Regions from separate parts of the Sus scrofa genome. Here region 1 is linked to region 2. Evidence: chromatin contacts called from public promoter capture Hi-C data. All regions are on one chromosome and are shown on one strand. Each heading gives the region's core, a stretch centred on a gene start, on an enhancer-like site or on the middle of the called end of the contact. The rest is flanking DNA. Distances are from core to core; before and after follow the strand shown. Region 1 holds the start of ACAA2 (acetyl-CoA acyltransferase 2). Region 2 holds the start of LIPG (lipase G, endothelial type).

Region 1 (3,520 bases), core at 390-2,889, 230 kb before region 2:
AAATGATACAGCAAATATGGCAAAATGTTAAGGGTAGAATACAGTCAGTGAATATACCAGTGTTTGCTCTTTCTATGTTTCTTTCTACTTTTCTGTAAGTTCGAGAAAGTTTTCACAATAACAACACTGGGTTAAAAAAAATAGGAGTTCTTGCTGCAGCGCCGGGATGCAGTTTTGATACCCCACCCAACACGGAGCCAGTGGTGTAAAACGCTAGAGCAGCTCTGATCTGATCCCTGACCCAGGAACTTCCATATGCCGAGTGGCGGCCCAAACAAAAAAAAAAACAAAAACAAAAACAAAACACCCCAAACCCAAACAAACCAAAAAAAAAAAAAAAAAACCCACAACAACAAACGATGTGACAGGGCCACGAAAGTGTTTGAAGAGAAGGCATTCGCTGTTGGCTCAGAAAACCTCAGAGCCTCCCACCACCCCTTATCAGAAGCCTGAGGCAGCCTGGCCGGCCTCCAAGCCCTGGCGCTGAGAATCTGCCCCATCTCTGCCCGGATCGCCTCCTGCTACCCTGGTCTCAGATCGTTCTCAGCACAAACTCCATCACCTGGTTCCCAGATCTCAGATTGCGCAGTGGTCACGTCATCATCGACCAGGGCTCACAGTTACAGCGGCAGAGGCATCCCTAACCTCCCTCATCCCTAGCCTAACCAGCTGCCCCTCCTCTTCCCCCCAACCCCCGTTCCCGGCCCCCACCTCGCCAGTCACGTATTATAATCCTCTCAGGCTCCAGGCCAGCAGCAGCGCTGCCAAGCCATGGGGCCCAATCATATAAGGAAAATACTGCGGCTTCATTCGGGGCCTGCAAAGTGGAACAGGGGGCGCCTCCGCCCTAAAACAGTCGCTACACTCCTAGGGCGCAAACCTCCCCGCCCCCTCCCGGGACCTATTTCCCCTCCCCCGCCCAGAGGCCTAGGCCTTTGCCAGCGGTCTGGGCAGTGGCCTACCCAACCTGCAAAATGGGCTTAGCCAATCCCCCCTCGCCATCTTCCACGCTCCGCCCATTCGACTTCCGGCAGCGCCGCACCAACTGATCTTCAGCTTTTGCGGAAGGTGGGGCAGGTTTATAAAGGCTGGGAAGAGAATGGATAGGGTAGAGTCAAATTATTTTTTTTTTCCCCCTGGGGGAATAGAGAATGGGAGTTTCCGTTGAGGAAATGAACCTGACTAGTGCCCATGAAGATAAGGTTCATTCCTGGCCTCGCACACTCAGTGGGTTAAGGATCTATAGATAGCAAATGGGGCTAGGATCTAGTGTTGCTGTGACTGTGGATAGGCCGGCAGCTGCAACTCGGATTGGACCCCCTAGCCCGGGAACTTCCGTATGACGTGGCTGTGGCCCTAAAAAAAAAAAAAAAAAACCACACAGAGATAAAGTCCTAAAAACGATGTGAGGGAAAAATCCGCTCACGAGGACCCTAGTCCCAGTGCCTCCGCCCCCACCCAGTCCTGTGGGATGGCGCTTAGAGGGCTGAGAGTTCCAAAGCGGCGGATAACTGGCTGGGTGCCCAATGTGTGAGAAGGCAGGGGCGCGGCCCTGCTGGCACCGCCCCCTCGCTCCTAAAGTCTGCAGGACCTCGCGCGGCCGGTCTGCATCGAGGAGGACCCTACGCTGCAGCCACCATGGCTCTGCTCCGAGGTGAGCGCCTCCGGCCCTTGTGGTCTGGTCTAGGAGGGAATCTGCGTCGCCTGCACAGAAAAGGGGACTTGGAAGAAATGCAACGCCGAAAGCATTGTTTGGGTTCAGGAGAAAACATACTTGTAAGGCACTGTTTATAGTAACCTCTGCAACTTCCAGTTGAGAGGACAGTTTGCTCACTTCCGACCTTGAAGGTCATTTTTCGTCTCCGCGGGGTAGTGACTCACCCTGTGGTTCAGCGATCTGGGAGGCGGCGGAGCCTGCTCAGTAAGCCGGGGCCAGAGGAGTACCTTTCAGATGAACCCGGTGGGCTCGGCCTTGGTCAAGGCGTGGGCAAGACTTGGGGGAAGTATGGATGTTTTTTTGGGGTGTCCAGGAAATTTCTGCCGCAGTGACCGTCTCCTCTAACATGCTTGTTAGCGTTCTGTTGGAGAACCTGACCTAATCCCCCTTTCCCTTCCATTTCTTTTGAGTGACTCCAGAAACCAGAAACGTGTAAATCACTGAAGACGTAAATTCTGTAGTTTTGGTTTTTTTGTTTTTTGTTTTTTGTTTTTTTACTGCACCCAGAGCGTGCAGAAATTCCTGGGCCAGGGACGGAACCCGAGCCACAGTAGTGACAGCGATCAGTCCTTATCCATTAGGCCACCAGGGAACTCCTATGGTTATTAACTTAAAAAATTATATGAACTCTGCTTTTCATAACAAATGGTCACAGTAAATGGAATTTTAAAAGTTCATCCTTGTAGTTCCTGACATGAACCCGACTAGTATCCATGAGGACTTGGTTCCATCCCTGGCCTCACTCAGTGGGTTAAGGATCTGGAGTTCCCATGAGCTGTGGTGTAGGTAGCAGATGCTGCTGGCTGCTCGGATCTGGCATTTCTGGGGCTGTGGTGTAGGCTGGCAGCTACAGCTCTAATTTGACCACTGGTCTGGGGGCATATGCTGAAAGTGTGGCCCCAGAAAGACAAAAGAAAAGAAAAGCTCATGCTTATTTTGTGTCCTTTGAAGAACCTTCCGATAGAACAGTTTATGTATATTAAAAATGACTTCAGGTCTCATGTTTGAGGAATTGTGTTCATGATGGTACTGCTTATAGAGTGAGAAAAACTGAGGAGACTTAACTTGGAAGAGAATATTGAGCCGCTCAAGTGCAGATGACAGGTAGGCAGTTGGAAAGGGGTATCTGGGGCTCAGAAAAACCTAAATGACCTGTGAACAGTGCAAGTGAAAAATGGGATTTCCGAAACAAAATGTTTCCTATAATTGGATTTAATTTTTCAGTGCTCTTTCCAACTCTGAATTTAATAAAGCAGCATATTGACTTTTTTAGATGAGTTATGCAAAAAACCCAAATCATGTAAAAGCTGCATTATCATCAGCTATCTTCTTTAAAAGAAAATAGTATTTTTGTTGATTTCTCTATTTTTATTTTTTATTTTATTTTATTTTATTTTTTTTTTTGTCTTTTTGCCATTTCTAGGGCCACTCCCACGGCATATGGAAATTCCCAGGCTAGGCGTCTAATCGGAGCTGTAGCCACCGGCCTACACTACAGCCACAGCAACGCCAGATCCGAGCCACATCTGTGACCTTTACCACAGCTCACAGCAGCACTGGATCCTTAACCCACTGAGTGAGGCCAGTGATCGAACCTTTGTTCCACATGCTCATCAGCACTTGGTGTTGCCAGTGTTTTTGATTTTAGACACTGTAATAGTTGTCAGATGGCATCCCATTGTTTTAGTTTGCATTTACCTAATGACATAAGATAAAAGATAATCAAGCCTCCTTTTTTTTTTTTTTTTTTACTTTTTTGGCCACCCTGTGGCGTATGGAGTTCCTGGGCCAGGGAGCAGATCC
Region 2 (3,493 bases), core at 256-2,755:
ATGAGGAAGTTCCTGGGCCAGGGATCAAACGTGCACCACGGCAGTGACAACGCCCAATCCTTAACCCATTGGGCCACCAGGGAACTCCAATAAATATGTTTTTGAATGAATGAAATTGCCCCCCCCAAATACTCAGAATAGCGGAACACAGAAGCTGGAAGGAATGTTAGCATTTTGCAGGAGAGCTACCCTGTTCACCTGCACTAGAGTTAAGAACATGTGAAGTGCAGCAAGTTTTTTTTCATTCATTCAAATTAAATCCCCCCAAACACACACGCACATAAGCTGACATGGATCAACATCATTTGACCCAACCTCAGCAGAAAAGTAGACGATGAAATAACGGGGTATGGTTCAGGGATTCCCCCACTCTCCTCTGCTTAACTACTTGGTACTCCCGCTGAGTGACCTACACTCACTCCTCCAGGGTAGGCTTCCTTCAATAGAAAAGACTGTCATGTAGAACTCTGAAGAAAAGCTGGCAGCTAGGAAAAGAAGTAGAAAGAGGAAGAGCAAGGGCTAGAAAGAGCGTTGGGGGAAGGCTAGCACCCTGGGGAAGAAGCCCAGCAGCTTCTCTGCACAAATTACTCACCAAATGCTCCCGGTAAGCATTCATCAAACCAGAGCCAGCTACCCTAATACCTTACCTTTCAAAACACCTATGCTGAGATTTAGAAGGAGGGGCAACAGATGACAGCGCTCTTTCTAACAGCCTTCTGACCCCGAAAAACCCCAGGTTCAAAGAGAAGGACAAGGTGAAATAGCTGCTGGCAGCCAACTCTGCTGACTGGACAGCACCGATAAGGGAACCACATAACGGCAAGGGGGTGGGGCGAGAGTGAGCGCTGGAGAGCGCACCCACCAGCCTGTGGCCTTTTGGATGCCCGGCTGGGGATGCCCTGGTCAGAGGTGCTGAGGAACAAGTGAACTGCAAGACCAATTAGGAAGAGCAAATGGACAGTGCAGGAGGAAAGGAAGAAGGATGGCACAGGATGGAGGAAAGACTGAAGAAGGGTGGGCGAGACAGAGGGGACTTGGCGCAGGAAAGAAGTTTTTGGGGTGGTAATAAAAATAAGTGCACGTTACCTTGCAACCTTCCCTCTGGACCAGGGAGTGCGGGGCCTTCCGCCGCAAAACAGCAATAGAAACTCCAGAGGCAGAGCAGAGGAACTGAGTTTCGCATCCTTCCCCACAGCACCCCCTTCCCCAAAATGAGACTTTTAAAAAGATAAAAAAACAAACCAAACAAACAAACAAAAAGAAAAAAACCACCTCTCGAAGTTTCCAGCAGTCCGAGCCCTTAAGACCCTAAGTGGGATCAGACAGTGGTGGCCTTAGACAGCTGAAGGTGGAGAAGGTGAAAAATGAAAACTTGGCTAAACTGAGCAGCGGGGTGGTGGAGTGAGTGTGAAAGGGCTTGAACCAGAACCAGATCTGCCCTTCCCTGTGCCTCCCGCCCGGGAAGCCTGGGCTTGCCACTGTCACACCGCGCGAGCTGCCACCGCGCGAGCTGCCCGGCGAGGTAGTTTTTTAAAGTATTGGAGTCATCTGACCCATCGCCAGATGGTGATTTGCATAATTTATTCCCGTCCCTGGACTCTGATTGGTCACACCTTCGCTGACGTCCGAACCAAAGACTCCCCAAAGTTTGAATGAAAGCGCCACACACCCACCGCGTGGACTCTCCGCACGCGCTGCCTTGCTTTCTCCCCCGGCAACTCCGCCAGCAGCCGGGCTCCTGCCACCACACTTTTTCCTGGTGTCCACTCCCGGACCCTAGATTCTCCCCTCGACCCTGCTGCCCAAGGGGGATCATTACCCCAAACCGCTGCTCCCGCCGCGCTCGCGATTCCTGGAGAAGGAAGGTTATCCTCTCCCAGGCGCAAAGCCAACCCCGCGCCGGAACTGATCTCTCCTCGCCCAGGGCCAAGGGTCCAGATGGACGAAAGCCACCTGGTCCCCCTGTGGTCCTTCTTTTTTCCCTTTCCTCCTGCCTTCCTGCTCTGCGAGGCCCACGACAGGTGCAGACGTCGTGATCGGACAATAACTAGGCAGAGCTGAGTTGCTATGGGCTGTGGTCTGGGCATCAGGATCGCTCAGATCCTTCTCGGTCAGTCCTCGCTCCGCCACTAGCTGCAACTAGTGACTAGCCGTCCAACTTCTCCAAGACCATTCCTTCCTTCCCAGAACGCGGATGGTAACAGTTCCTGCCGCTTAGGAATTTGGGGAAAAATTAAAAGACCTACTCTGGGACAGCGCTTAGTGCTGCGCCTGCCACGTGGTAAGCGCTCTCTTACCTGGGGGTGCAGGACTAGAGGGATGCCGGGGACATTCCTCAAAGGAATAGTGAGCCAAGCGTGGGGGTCTCAGACCGGTAACCAGCGCCAAGTGTCGACCTATTGAGTGGAATTAAGCAGCAGCGTCTTCTCCCTCCTCTTTTTTTTTCCTCCTCTCCTTCCTGTAATGATACGCGCGTCCCTGCTCCTGCCCCCTAGTGCTGGCTCCAACTCCGCCCGAGGGACCCCGAGACCGAGGGCTGCGAGCCGGATTCAGCACCTGACGCAGGGGAGCCTGGATTGAGCCCGGGGCGCTTGCCAGTCTTCCGCTGGGACCACTTGGGGGCGGTTGCGTCTCAACAGCCCTCGGGGAATGCCGAGGGGATGGGAGAGGTTGAAAGCGCCAAGGACTCCTGCCTGGTTCTCGCTAGACCTGGTTCTGCAAGACTGCACCTTCGACCGCAAGTAACCCCGCGGTCGCTGGGAAACTGGTCCTGTTCTTGCCTGGGGAGGAAAACTGCCAGAGCAGCCCGGAGCCCCTTCCTCCCCTAGTGTCAGGGCCCCCGCCTGGAAGGTCTGTGTGGGGAAACCATCTGGAGGAGCAGGTCCTGTTCTGACCTATCCTCACTACTGTGTTACTCCATTTGCCAACGAAGCACCCTTTGTCCCTCCTGTGTTCTCTAATTCTTTAAGAGGCAGGCTGGCTTCACTTTTTGCGTGTAAAACTCAATGCACTTTATAGGATGGTAAATGGCACCCCAAAATGTGTACTTCCTTCCTCTTACTACTCTCCTTCTCCACTGGCAAATTATACAAACATAAGTCAAATATCATTTCCATTTTAGAGAGGGAAACCTGAGTCCTGGGAACAGGCTTCAAGTCTCCACCACCAGATCTCTCTCTTCTGCTCTTGGTTTGATTTAGCCTGTTGACCTCTAGATATGAGCCCTTGGGAACTACATCTCCATCTTTTCCATGGTTGAGGCAATGAGTAACCTATGAGTCAAAATTCCAATTCTCTGTTCTGAGTTACTCAAATCTTAGTCCCTAGAAATTTGACAGTGTGAAGGGTGTGTCTTGGAGGCCTTTGTCAGAAGTGAGATTCCCTAGGAGACCTAGGTACTCCTACAAAGTTGGTTATCCTACCTGGAAAAAAAAAATAGATTCAACAAGATCAACGTCTTTTTTTTTTTTTATCTGCCAAGGTTATGAAACCA

What was found. Promoter capture Hi-C pulls out the DNA fragments that hold promoters and counts their contacts.
Region 1: a promoter capture Hi-C map of liver shows a contact between it and region 2, with 6 times the contacts expected there. The contact joins the promoter of ACAA2 here to the promoter of LIPG in region 2. A contact is called at or near these places in 1 of 5 promoter capture datasets (liver), 2 of 47 Hi-C or Micro-C datasets (heart right ventricle and skeletal muscle) and 1 of 2 datasets of contacts at active chromatin or transcription factors (skeletal muscle).

What each region holds. Positions count from the first base shown.
Region 1 is chr1:99,308,878-99,312,397 of Sscrofa11.1, reverse strand. It overlaps ACAA2 (acetyl-CoA acyltransferase 2), which reads left to right and starts at 1,639. Exons shown (of 10, transcript NM_001167638.1): 1 at 1,639-1,654. The coding sequence starts at 1,639. It overlaps LOC102158467 (a long non-coding RNA gene), which reads right to left and starts at 1,064. Exons shown (of 3, transcript XR_002344322.1): 1 at 968-1,064.
Region 2 is chr1:99,079,952-99,083,444 of Sscrofa11.1, reverse strand. It overlaps LIPG (lipase G, endothelial type), which reads right to left and starts at 1,505. Exons shown (of 10, transcript NM_001243029.1): 1 at 1,087-1,505. The coding sequence starts at 1,183.